Linked DNA regions of Sus scrofa: region 1 is linked to region 2. The links are chromatin contacts, called in public HiChIP or PLAC-seq maps. All regions are on one chromosome and are shown on one strand. The core of a region is the stretch at or near the end of the contact, and the rest is flanking DNA. Distances in the headings are between cores, read along the strand shown. Region 1 has its middle 44 kb from the start of PDLIM5. Region 2 overlaps PDLIM5 (PDZ and LIM domain protein 5).

Region 1 (5,944 bases), core at 1,005-3,504, 91 kb after region 2:
TGCTTCTAAAGAGACATCCACGCAATTCCTGATTTATGAAGCGCTCATGAAGACTTTTTTTTTTCTTTTTAAAAGGATGTGATAGTTTCTAAAATTCTCAACAAGAGAAGAAACTAAAATCGACTCTAAGTTGACCTTTCACAGGTACTGTCACATAAAGATATTTCTGGACTTCTTAGTTGAAAGCCTTTTTTTTTAATACATAGGGAATGATTGACACTTACTGTGTGAGTGAATATTTATTTTTTATTCATATTTCAGCAATGAATTTTTGCTCATGCCTAATCATGTCTCCTACAAAGTTCAATAATCTAGGTTGTGGAGGATCAATTTCACAAACTAAGACAAGTCTGAGGTCTGTCAAAACGAGACCAGCTTTTCTGAAGTGCTGATATGGATTCAGTGCATCACAAGGACTGAGTAACCTGTGTGTTAATTAAGGTAAAATCTTCAAGAGTTTAAATCTTGCCCTCAGGTTCCTAAGCTCCCTGATGGTAGTAGCAGTTTTATTATGGGAAGTCACCTGCTGGGTTAGCTTTGAGTTACTTCTTTTTCATGATCTATGAAATTCATAAAGGAATATCCTTTTGAAAAGATCTTCTGAAAGGACATTCATTGCATGTCCCTAGGTACAAAGAAAGTTCTGTTGGGTACTTCTGCTAAGAGGTGTTTTTTAAAAATACCATTCTTCACAACATAAACAGGAAAGATGTGGAGTGGGTGGATTAGTCAGAGGATGGAGACTTATTTTGGAAGTATAGAGTGAGAGAAATGACATTTCTTGGCTCAGTTCCCAGTATTGTTTACCGGGCATGTTTTACATGTGAAAAAAGCAGTGTTCACACCCGACAGTCCCATTTTCTAGTCAACTGGTAGTGCATGAAGTGTCTATGGATAGTGTTTGGGGGAATTAAAATTCCGAAGGATTAATTAAAATTAACCTTTGTTATACTTGCCCAAGACAGACATAAAGCACAGAAGCAATATTGAGGAGCCTCACTGACTTCGCTTTTGTCATCTGTATAAAGTGAAAAGGCTTTGCCAAAAGCAAACCAGTCACTGGTCCTTCGTCTCTTCTGAAGACTAGCATAGCTCACCCGAAGATAGCGAATCACTGCCAGTGAGTCGTGAAATAGTCTTCAACTGAGTATATGTCCCTGAGCAGAGTTTCCAAACCCTAAGGCTAATTTTCCATGTCCCTGAACCTCAATCTTGTTAAGTTAGGCTACAGAAAGAAAAAAAAAAAAGTGGAAAATAAATTAAATCCAGCTGTGATCATGCATACCTCCCCGTAACCCTAGAGATGTTTATGAGGCTGCGAGGTTTCAAGGCACATGTTTTGAAAATCACTGCAAACTTTCTTATTTAGTTGAAATTCCCAGATAGAATGTGAAACTACAAGAACCGTGAGGAAAACAGGAAAAGGGGCCTTTTGTTCAACACTTAACCTCTGATGTAGCTTTCAGTGGCAGAGTTATCAGAAGACACGACATGGGTCATTTGTTGGAGGAATGTTGAGAAGGATGTTTTTACATTCAGTTTAACGTACGCTCTAAAAATTGCCAGCTTGATCCATAAAAGAAAAACTAGGTTTCATCAAAATTAAAAAAAATTTTTTTAATTAAAAAAATAAAAATAAAGAACACATAAAAATTGCTAGCTAGTAGTAACTAGTGACGAACTGTGAAGGTGGAGGCACAGACTATTGGCACGGAAGCGAGAGCTTGCAAATTTTCTACATTAAAAATTACGTTAGTGAGAACAAGAATGTATACTTTTCGACGCAGGAAAATACTGTGTCTAAAGAAAATCCAAATGAGGTAGCTTTTAAAAATCAAAAAGAGCAGGAAGATGATTCTGAGCTCTGGCCTTGTTCTTCTCCCTGTTCTTTGTTTCAATCCCCAACCTGTTCGATGAAAGGTGAAAGGGACTCGTCTAAATTCATCCCAGGAGGGGGCCGAAACACCTAAGACTTTGATGTAAGACGCTTTCTAATGTTTAAATTTATGGCCAGTTAAATAGCTGTCTGATTAATTGGCTTTTCAGCTACATCACTTTTGGTAAGTTACAAGTCACTATGAATCAGACTGTCTTTCTGAAAAGCTGTCAGGAATGGCTGAAAGGTTTCTTTTTAGCTTTTGCTCCAACTGACCTGGGAGAAGCCTAGCAGAGGGAGGTTCCGAAAGCCTCCTCCTCCCTCTCCTGGTCGCTACTGGATGAGGAGGGGCTGCCGGGGGCCCAGGACTCTATTCCTTATATGGGCTTGAGTAGCGTGATCTCGAAAGATCTGGGCTTGCTTGCATCGTGCCAGCTCAGCACTGGCTGTTCTCAAGGGAAAAAGTTGTGAAACTCCACCAACCTGAGTGAGGATGAGACATCATCATTGCCCACTCAGAGTTCATGGTCGAGTGCTGACCGTCCAGAGTCAAGGGGGTCAGGATGAAGGTCATCTTATTGATATGGATTGCCAGGGTCAGAAAGGTGACATTCTTCCTCCCAACCCACCACACCCACGTGGGTGGTTTTTTTCCCTTAAAAACAAATTGACTGTCCCTGGAGATTTGAAATGCAGATGGGAAATTTTCTGGGAGAAGCTCGAAAGAAGACATCCACATTTTGGAATGGAAAAGAAAGAAAACCGTTAAATTGGTGATGAATGAAAATAGAATTCGGGATAAAGAGAAGCACAGGATGTGAAAATGGGGAAAAAACAATGGAAAAACTAGAAGACTGTAAGGGAAAATATAAAGCTACAAACGTAACTATTGCCAATAATTTAGTTTCTTATTATGTTTGCCTTTTGAGCATTGATTACATTTGAAATATTTCTAATGATGGTCAATTTAATATTTTTACTGGCAACTTAAGTTCTTGGCTAAACTTCCTAGAGCTATTTATGGACATTTTCCCTCGCCTGCCTATAAAAATACATCACTGAAGTATTTTTAACAGCAAAGCCTGTATGAGACAGTTTACTTTCATGACCTGTCAGATACTTGTGGCTGCTTCTAAGTAGCCTCATTTGTAAACCCTTGTTTGTGAATTTTTTCTCCTAAATTGATGCCATTTTTACAAAAAAAAAAAAAAAAAGGTACTCGTGTAATCACTAAGAATATACTATATATGGCTAAAACTTTGCATAATTTCACACCATTGCAGGTGAGTTTGGTTACTTCTAGAAATAATTTTTAAATCCCAATGACCCTGAAGAAGGATCTACTTTTTCTTTAATACAAGCCAAAGCTGCTGCTATGTTCCTTTTCTTTAAGCTTCAGAATAGTTTATCAGTAACAAGAAGCAGAGAGCAAAACAAGAGATATGCTTTTATAAAATGAGCTATACGAGAGGGGATGCTTTTGAGAGATTATATAATTCTCTATGTCTAACCGGGAAAATACTCCCATTATATAGGTCAGAAATAGCAAATAAGTTTCCTTGCCTGTGCCAATCAGTTGTCACTGATCACTTGCTAGAAAAAGTGTTGGGATTTTCAAAAATATTAATGACTTTATAGAAGTTATGGCTATTTTTGGCAAGGAGAAATATTCCAGAGATGCTACATAGTATCCTTCCCCATGACTACATTCATTAAAAATTTAAAATCTCTGGAGTTCCCATCCTGGCTCAGTGGTTAACAAATCTGACTAGCATCCATGAGGACACAGGTTTGATCGATGACCTTGCTCAGTGGGTTAAGGATCCGTTGCTGCCGTGAGCTGTGGTGTAGGTCACAGACAAGGCTCGGATCCCGAGTTGCTGTGGATCTGGCATAGGCTGGCAGCTGCAGCTCTGATTTGACCCCTAGCCTGGGAACCTCTGTATGCTGCAGGTGAGGCCCTAAAAATAGCAAAATAAAATAAAATATAATAAAAACTTAAAAAAATAAAAATCCCTAATTCATTTGGAAGAGCTGTCACATTAGTCACCTCTAACTTAGTGGTAATTAATTAAATAATCTAAACCCTCAGTGAGATCAGCTGAGCTATAGGAATGAAATGGAACTTGATTATGGGAGAAGGAAGGAGTGATAATTTGTGGGCAGGAAAGACACTAGAAGGCTTCCTAAAATGTAAAATTCTTTTGAGAGATTTTGGCTCTCTGGGTTGCCAGTGTCTTATCTAGGTCACTGATGAAAATATCAAATAGAACCAGGCCTTGGTCTGACACCTGCTAAACATTATTTATGTCTTAAGACTGACATCAAACCATTTGTAACCATTCTATTTATAAATAAGTTTCCTGAGCACCCTTCTGAGTTTCCAGACATAAAAACTACAGTAGTGCTCTTGGCACTTGGCTGATAGATTTGCTTCTGAAAATACAATTCTCTGAATTAGCACAGGAGTCTTCTTTCATGCCTCTACTTCCCCCTACAACTCTGGGACAGTGGAAACTGTATAAGGCAAAGGTTGAAAAGACTTGTACTTTAGCTCTAGTGGGTTCTAGTTCACTTTGTAATTTTGGACAAATTGGTGAATCTCACTGGACCTCAGACATGAAGGTTAACCCAGATTAGCATTTCCCAACTATGGGCCTCAAATTCCAGAATGTCCTATCTATTGCAAAGAGCCCGCACATGCATAGACATGCCAGAATTGTCTGAGTACTACCACATGTGAAAGATTATGGAGTTAACGTCTCTAAAGAGGATTTTTTTTTAAAAGGACAAAAAACACTGCTACACGTTGTGAACAAGCTTCTCTCCTTCTCTCTCTCTCTCTGCCTTTAATTCATAGACCCCCTTTTCTATATTTGATAAGAATAAGGCCATTTGATAAGCATAAGGATAATCACTTCTATTGCATAGTAAAATAACCTTGATGCATAGCAAAGCATACTCAATTAAGTTCACCCATATCATAGTATATGCTGGCTTCCTAATCGATGTAGATCTTAAATGCTCTCTCTCGAGTATGTTCATTTTCTTCAGTTAAGCACCAAATATGATCTTTAACATATTTGGTTCCTTTCTTTGATAATAATTAAATAAGCCTGGATGTGTGATTTCATAATTGATTTAATTAAAATGACCTTCAGCTGGCAGATTCCAATGAGACGCAGAAGCAGAGTGGACATACAATGAGTTACTTGTGTAAAAGATGCAGTTTGATTTTTGCCAGACTTAAGCAGTGGCGTTTCACTGGCAGCTAACAGGAACTATGGAACCTTGGCTCTCTGCAGCGCCAGGAGATATTTCATCTATGATGTCAAAACTCACAGGACAGTTGAGCTCAGAATGCAGGTTATGTACTCAGTAGGACACCAAAGAGAGTTGCTCAGGTCATATAAACAAACCCCTATTTGGAAGTGACCTCTTTGAGAGATCAAACTTCCATTGATAGTTTAAAAACTTTAGCCTTAACAGATCTTCCCAAAGAGAACACATGTGGGGAGCTACATACACACTTAGGGGTCTTAATTGATGAACGCTAGGGATTTCTTAATTGTATATAGAAAGATACACATTTTCCATTTCCAAGAGTTAGTGAGGTTTAAAAATATCTAAACAGGTGTTCCCAGCATGGCTCAGAGGTAACAAACCCAACTACTTTCCACAAGGACGTGGGTTCAATCCCTGGCCCTGCTCAGTGGGTCAAGGATTCGGTGGAGGTTGCAGACATGGCCCGGAGCCCATGTTGCTATGGTTGTGGCATAGGCTGGCAGCTGCAGCTCCAATTTGACCCGTAGCCTGGAAACTTCCATATGCCGTGGATGTGGCCCTAAAAAGACAAAAATAATAAATAAATAAATATTTTAAAAATAAATAAAATAAAAAAATCTAATCAGAAAACATGCTGCTTCCATCTTAGAAGTGGAGGTTCAGTGAGATAATATACATTTGGTGAGTCTCCTCTTTCAGATGCTACACTTTATGCTGTAGGTAAGGGGTACACTGCGTGTTTACTCCAGGGGTTTGTGAATTTCCTTAGGTCAAGAGCCTTAA
Region 2 (5,832 bases), core at 1,799-4,298:
AAGAATAAATCTATAACTCAGTGTTTAGATTCAAGAATAAAAAATTCAAAGAAATTCATAGTTAATAGCATTTGGAAGGCTTGACAAGCAGCTCACAAAAATCAGGGAGATTTTAAAAGGCTATGTTATCCCTTTAGTCAATAGTGACAGCCTGTTGGGTTTTTTTTTTTTTTATGAAGTAGTAATACAGTCTTAGATTGCATAACAAAAAAAAAGTACTATCCATTTCAGGAAAAGTGTTAGTCCTATTGTATTCTATATGTTCAGACCATATAAGAAATACTAAGTGTAATTTAGGACCAGAGAAATAACCATAGTCGGAAGACTAAAAGATCCAGAAGTTGTATCATACCGGGAATTCTTATGAAAATAGATGGTGCTGTAAAGACAGAGTATATAATACAATAGTGGACTAGAATTACTGTGGTTTACAAAGCAGTGATTCCCACACTTGGCTGATCAAACTCTCTCAGGGCACTTTTTAAAAGGATAGGTTATGGATGGAGTTCCCACTGTGGCTCAGCAGTAATGAACCCAACTAATAACCATGAGGACACTGGTTTAGCCCCATTCAGTGGGTTAAGGATCTGGCCTTGCCATGAGCTGCAATGCAGGTTGCAGGCATGGCTCGGATCTGGCTGTGGTGTGGCTATGGTGTAGGCTGGCAGCTTCAGCTTCGATTCGACCCCTAGCCTGGGCACTTTCATATGCCACAGGTACAGCCCTTAAAAAAAAAAAAAAAAAAAAAAAAAGATAGGTATTGAGACGCATTCTGACTCAGAAAATCTGAGCGACAATCCAGGAATCTAATAATCCTCTAGGAAAGAACAAGGGTCTATGGGTACAAGTTCCAGAAAGAAAGATTTCAATTCTCAGCACAGTAAGGGCTTGAAAACATTCAGAACATTCCAGAAATGAAATGATTTCCTTGCAAAGTAATGAGATTCCTATTCCTGGGTATATTCAAGCAGAAGGCAGACAGCCACATGCTACGGGTACTGTACAGGAGACACATGACTCTGAAAAGGAGAGACAGCGTGAGTGCACGATAACTCATCGGTGAGGAAACAGCCAGAATGCAAGAGACCAGGACTCAGTTTTAGTCACACATGGTAAATGGTCTTCCTCCATGACAGTAATACGGCCGTGAAGCTCTGATTTTCATTAGACATCCGTTACTTCAGTTAGATTGCAAACATTTTTTGTTCTACTGTAACAAATGCTAGAAAATGAAATATGAGTTTCGTTCTAGCTAGAGTTCAGAGAAACTAAAGGTACATTATTAAAATAAATAATAAGCATAGCTTCAAAATTATTGCAAAATAACTTTCTGTGAAACTGTGATGACACTGGTAAATGGAAGAAAGAAGAGAGTAGGTCTCCAGGCCAGAAAAAATTGATTATTCAGGGTATTACGAATTACCTCTACACAGGAGAGTTATATTGTTCCATAAAGATGTAACAGTAATCACTCCAAATGGCAATAAAGGAGCTCAGAGAAACAAGCAGATCAGGGTGAGAACCTAAAAGGGGTAGAACTCCAAAGTGGTCCAGAGACAGGGGTTCGAATGACCTTTCCTGAGGATCCGATAGATTGAAAAGTGAGTCTCGGATATCGAAGCTAGCACAGGTCATCAGACGCTTGGGCCTTTTAAAACAGGACTATCATCAGAGATTGGGTGGTTTAATTGGTAAGAAAAGAATTCTTTCTGGTAACCAAGTGACAGACACAAACATCTAGGAGGAGAAACTTAGCAGATCTCTGAAATAAATTCATGTATGACCAGTACAATATTACTGCTATTTTGGTCCCAATGCGAAGTTGCACCATCAAAAATATCTTTCTTCAGGTTCCCACTGTGGTGCAGCCAAAGCAAATGCAACTAGTATCCATGAGGACACAGGTTTGATCCTGACCTTGCTCAGTGGGTCAGGGAACTGGCGTTGCCATGAGCTATGGCGTAGGTCTCAGATGCAGCTCAGATCTGGCGTGGCTGTGGCTGTGGTGTAGGCTAGCAGCTACAGCTCTGATTCAGCCCCTAGCCTGGGAACCTCCATATGCTGCAGGGCAGCCCTAAAAAGACCAAAAAAAAATCTTCCTTCTACATGATGAAAGGTTATTATAATATATTATTTTGGGAGAGGTCAGTGAAAAATACCCATCTTGTTCAATTAAAAATTCTACTGGCTAAAGAGAGGTTAAGGAATGCTCTTGTAGTAATAATTTAAATACTGAATTAACATCCGAAAAAGTTGTTTTCAAAACTAAGTACACCAATGAGTTCCCTGGTGGCTCAGTGGGTTAAGGATCTAGCATTGTCACTGCAGTGCCTTGGGCTGCTGCTGCGGCATGGGTTCAACTCTGGCCTGAGAACTTCCACATGCCACAGGCATGGCCAAAAAAACCTCAAAAATACAAAAAACCTAAATACACCTATCACTGACTTTATCTGCCCTGGTTTGTTCACTTGTTTAAGAAAATAACTGGCAGGGAAAGGGAGGTAGTTTGGATGATATAAGGTGTCTTGCCACTCTAACAATTTATCTTTCGATGCCTGTTTATGACTCCTAGTTTCACAGGGGTAGGAAAAATAATTTTAGAATATCCAACATCTAGGAGTTCCCGTCATGGCACAGAGGAAACGAATCCGACGAGGAACCATGAGGTTGCCAGTTCCATCCCTGGCCTTGCTCACTGTGTTGCTGTGGCTGTGGCGTAGGTCAGAAGCTGTAGCTCCAATTCAACCCCTAGCCTGGGAACCTCCATATGCCACAGGTACGGGCCTAAAAAGCAAAAAAAAAAAAAAAAAAAAAAGAAAGAAAGAAAAAAAGAAATATCCAACATCTAATATCTCCAGTCTTGAAAACAAAAAGAGAGTATCACAAATGTCTGTTGTTGATTTTAAAAAATCAACAAAATTGCAAAGTAGGAAGGAAGGAACTTGACTATGTGCCCATCCTACAAAATATTTGGCATACCTACATTGGCACTACACCCACACAGAGATCTATTTCAACATGCTGCCTGGAACAGGTTTGATGCTAATAATAAAGAAGAGAAGGAGGGAAGGGGAAGCGACATTGGAGAGTTAGATGTTTTACAGGTAGTCATTCATTTAACCTCACAAAGAGGCTGTAAAGTACTAGCATTCTTAGTCTATAAGTGAGGAAATGAAGAGAGAATTTATGTTATCACTTTAAGGTCACAGAGCTAGGAGGTCACGGTGCTGGGGCTGGAACTCAGGCCTTGTGATTGCAAAGTCCAGCTTGTGATCCTGGCTGGGCTGCCCTTCCACCTGGCACATCATCTGCCACTCATTCTCCCTCCTGAGATAACATGCTGCACGCTCCAGCCAAAGGCACATGTTTTACTCTCGCTCAGCTGAATTCCTAAATCCCATCGGGCTGTCGCTCCTACCTAGACAGACCAGGCTAGCTCTAAATTGCTACCCTAACTCTCAGGTATCCAAACACAGGTATCCATACATCACACAAGTTTAAGAAAAATTCTTCAGTCAAAATTTCTAACCATACAGACCAAAAAGAAAGAGAGAGGAAGCAGAAGGAGAAGGAGGCAGGAGGGAAAAGGAAGAGAAACAGAAAAGAGGAAGTGAAGGAAGAGAGAGAAGTGGCCAGAAGGCGAGGGACCTCCCCCCTCACCGTCGCCTCTCCCAAAAATTTCCTTTCTTCACTTTAAAATCCCTGCAGTTCTCCTACTGAGTGACCCTTACTCCAAAACCCAACACATAGGCTCATCTGAGGAGGAGGGAAGTTGGCCTGCCCAGTGTCCGCCTTCCAAGGGGGGCTGTTACCCTATTTCCTCCTGCCACTTTCATCTTGGAGGGAGGATCTTCCCAGGGACCCCACCCCACGCCCCCATGAATGATGACTGGAGCGTCTCCTTGAGGAGGCTGGTGAGGGAGGGATAAGAATTGATCAATAAAACATGACTGATCAATGAACTAACACAGAGCAGAGAGCATGGCTCCTCAAAGCATCTGTGAACAGCCAGTTTTTCAAAATCTCCAATCTGTTTAATAAAAACACAACAAAAAACCAAATTATCTGAAAATTTAAATGTAACTGTATTAATATCAAAGACCAATTTCCGTGCCTTTAAACATCATGATATTTGAGAGAGTTAAAAAAGATTTTTTAGAAATTCAGAAAAACAATTTTTTTCTAAGTGTCAACAGGAATTACCAGAAGGGATTAGACAACGTGATTATGGGCAATTTTACAATTTTTCTTCTTTATACTTCATATTTTAAAAATTAGTGGAAGTAAATCAAGTTAAAAAACAAAACAAAACAAACATCATCTCAGTTGCTACAGCTTATTTCATGACACATGAAAGCTTGAGTAGCCCGAATGTCATTTCTGCCTTTTTATCTTTTATACTTTTTCGGTGTTCTTCCGCCATCATTTCCCCAGTGTAAAAAGAAAAATGTATGCATAACTTACGTAAAATTTCCTGGGGCTGGATATTATGGGTATCGACTCCCTAGTTTGGAAGATCTATTAAAATGTTAACTGTGTTCACACATGTCTCTTCGGCTAAAAATTAATGAAAGAATTCACAGACGTTAATAAAATTTGCAACTTTTCAAACACCCTTAAATGGTTTTAGATGCTTTGAAAGGAGCTGCTTTTGCTGATAGGCAGAATAACTTATTCAGAAAAAAAAAATCGTGGCGTTCCCATTGTGGCGCAGTGGTTGACGAATCCGACTAAGAACCATGAGGTTGCGGGTTCCATCCCTGGCCTTGCTCAGTGGGTTAAGGGTATGGCATTGCCGTGAGCTGTGGTGTGGGTTGCAGACGTGACTGTGACCCCGTGTTGCTGTGGCTCTGGTGTAGACCAGTGGCTACAGCTCCGATTAGACCCCTAGCCTGGGAACCTCCATATGCCATGGGAGTGGCTTGAAAAAAGGCAAAAAGACCAAAAAAAAAAAAAAAAATCATATCACATTTAGATTCTCTATGTACAAAGTTTTTATATTAAGAGTCTACCCTCATAGAAAATATATACAGTTCTTAAAACACAGGAGGAACTCCCTGGGGCCTTAGCAGTTAAAGATCCTGTGTTGTCACTGCTTTGGCTCAGTCACTGCTGTGGCTCGGGTTCGATCCCTGGCCCAGGAATTCCCACACACTGCAGGCACCACCAAAAAATATAGATATAGATATAGATATGGATATAGATGATACAAAAAGTTGGTCAACACTAAGATTATTTGCCACCTATCAGAGAGCTAAGCTGTAACTGTGTGTTGCCAGGATGTGGGGAAATAGACACCTTCATACATTACTGCACTAAACAGTAGGTTCCTGTTACTTACTGATTTTGTAGGTAATAGTGCTGTGTCTCAGGGAATAGGGAGGCCTGAGGACAGGGAGAGAGAAGTGGGTGCAGGGCTGGTGGATGCAGCTGATGGAACACATAACAACATCTATGGGTTAAGTTCGCTGTTCTACACGGATATGGTTTGTCATATCCCCAGACAATTAGAAGAGTGACGTCAAAGAGGATCACAGATCACCATAACAAATATAATAATAAAGTTTGAAATATTGTGACATAAAGACACAAAGTGAGCAAATGCTCTGGGGAAAACGGCAACAACAGATTTTGCTGGACCCAAGGTTGCCACGAAACTTCAATTTAGAAAAAAATGCAGAGCAGAGGGAAGTTACACAGAGGTTATTTACTAGGTATGTCTGTTATAGTTTTTTATTTGAACCCTACAAATATATTAGAGATTCAATAAACATATAAATAAATAAATGAAAGCTTAATTTTACTCTCAACAATGGGGAGAGAAGATATAAA

What was found. HiChIP or PLAC-seq counts read pairs in DNA pulled down with a chosen protein or histone mark.
Region 1: a contact with region 2 is called in an H3K27ac HiChIP or PLAC-seq map of skeletal muscle. The contact joins two enhancer-like sites. A contact is called at or near these places in 3 of 47 Hi-C or Micro-C datasets (embryonic fibroblasts, fibroblasts and skeletal muscle) and 2 of 2 datasets of contacts at active chromatin or transcription factors (alveolar macrophages and skeletal muscle).

The regions. Positions count from the first base shown.
Region 1 is chr8:125,300,942-125,306,885 of Sscrofa11.1, forward strand. No RefSeq gene overlaps it. Among named protein-coding and RNA genes, the nearest start is that of PDLIM5, 44 kb to the left of the region's middle. Within about 2 kb of position 2,255, at least 17 of the 83 cell types and tissues checked have an H3K27ac peak or open chromatin away from gene starts, as enhancers often do. A contact at or near this core is called in skeletal muscle, where this site is marked.
Region 2 is chr8:125,208,958-125,214,789 of Sscrofa11.1, forward strand. The region is part of intron 2 of PDLIM5 (PDZ and LIM domain protein 5); the gene reads right to left. Among named protein-coding and RNA genes, the nearest start is that of PDLIM5, 48 kb to the right of the region's middle. Within about 2 kb of position 3,049, at least 9 of the 83 cell types and tissues checked have an H3K27ac peak or open chromatin away from gene starts, as enhancers often do. A contact at or near this core is called in skeletal muscle, where this site is marked.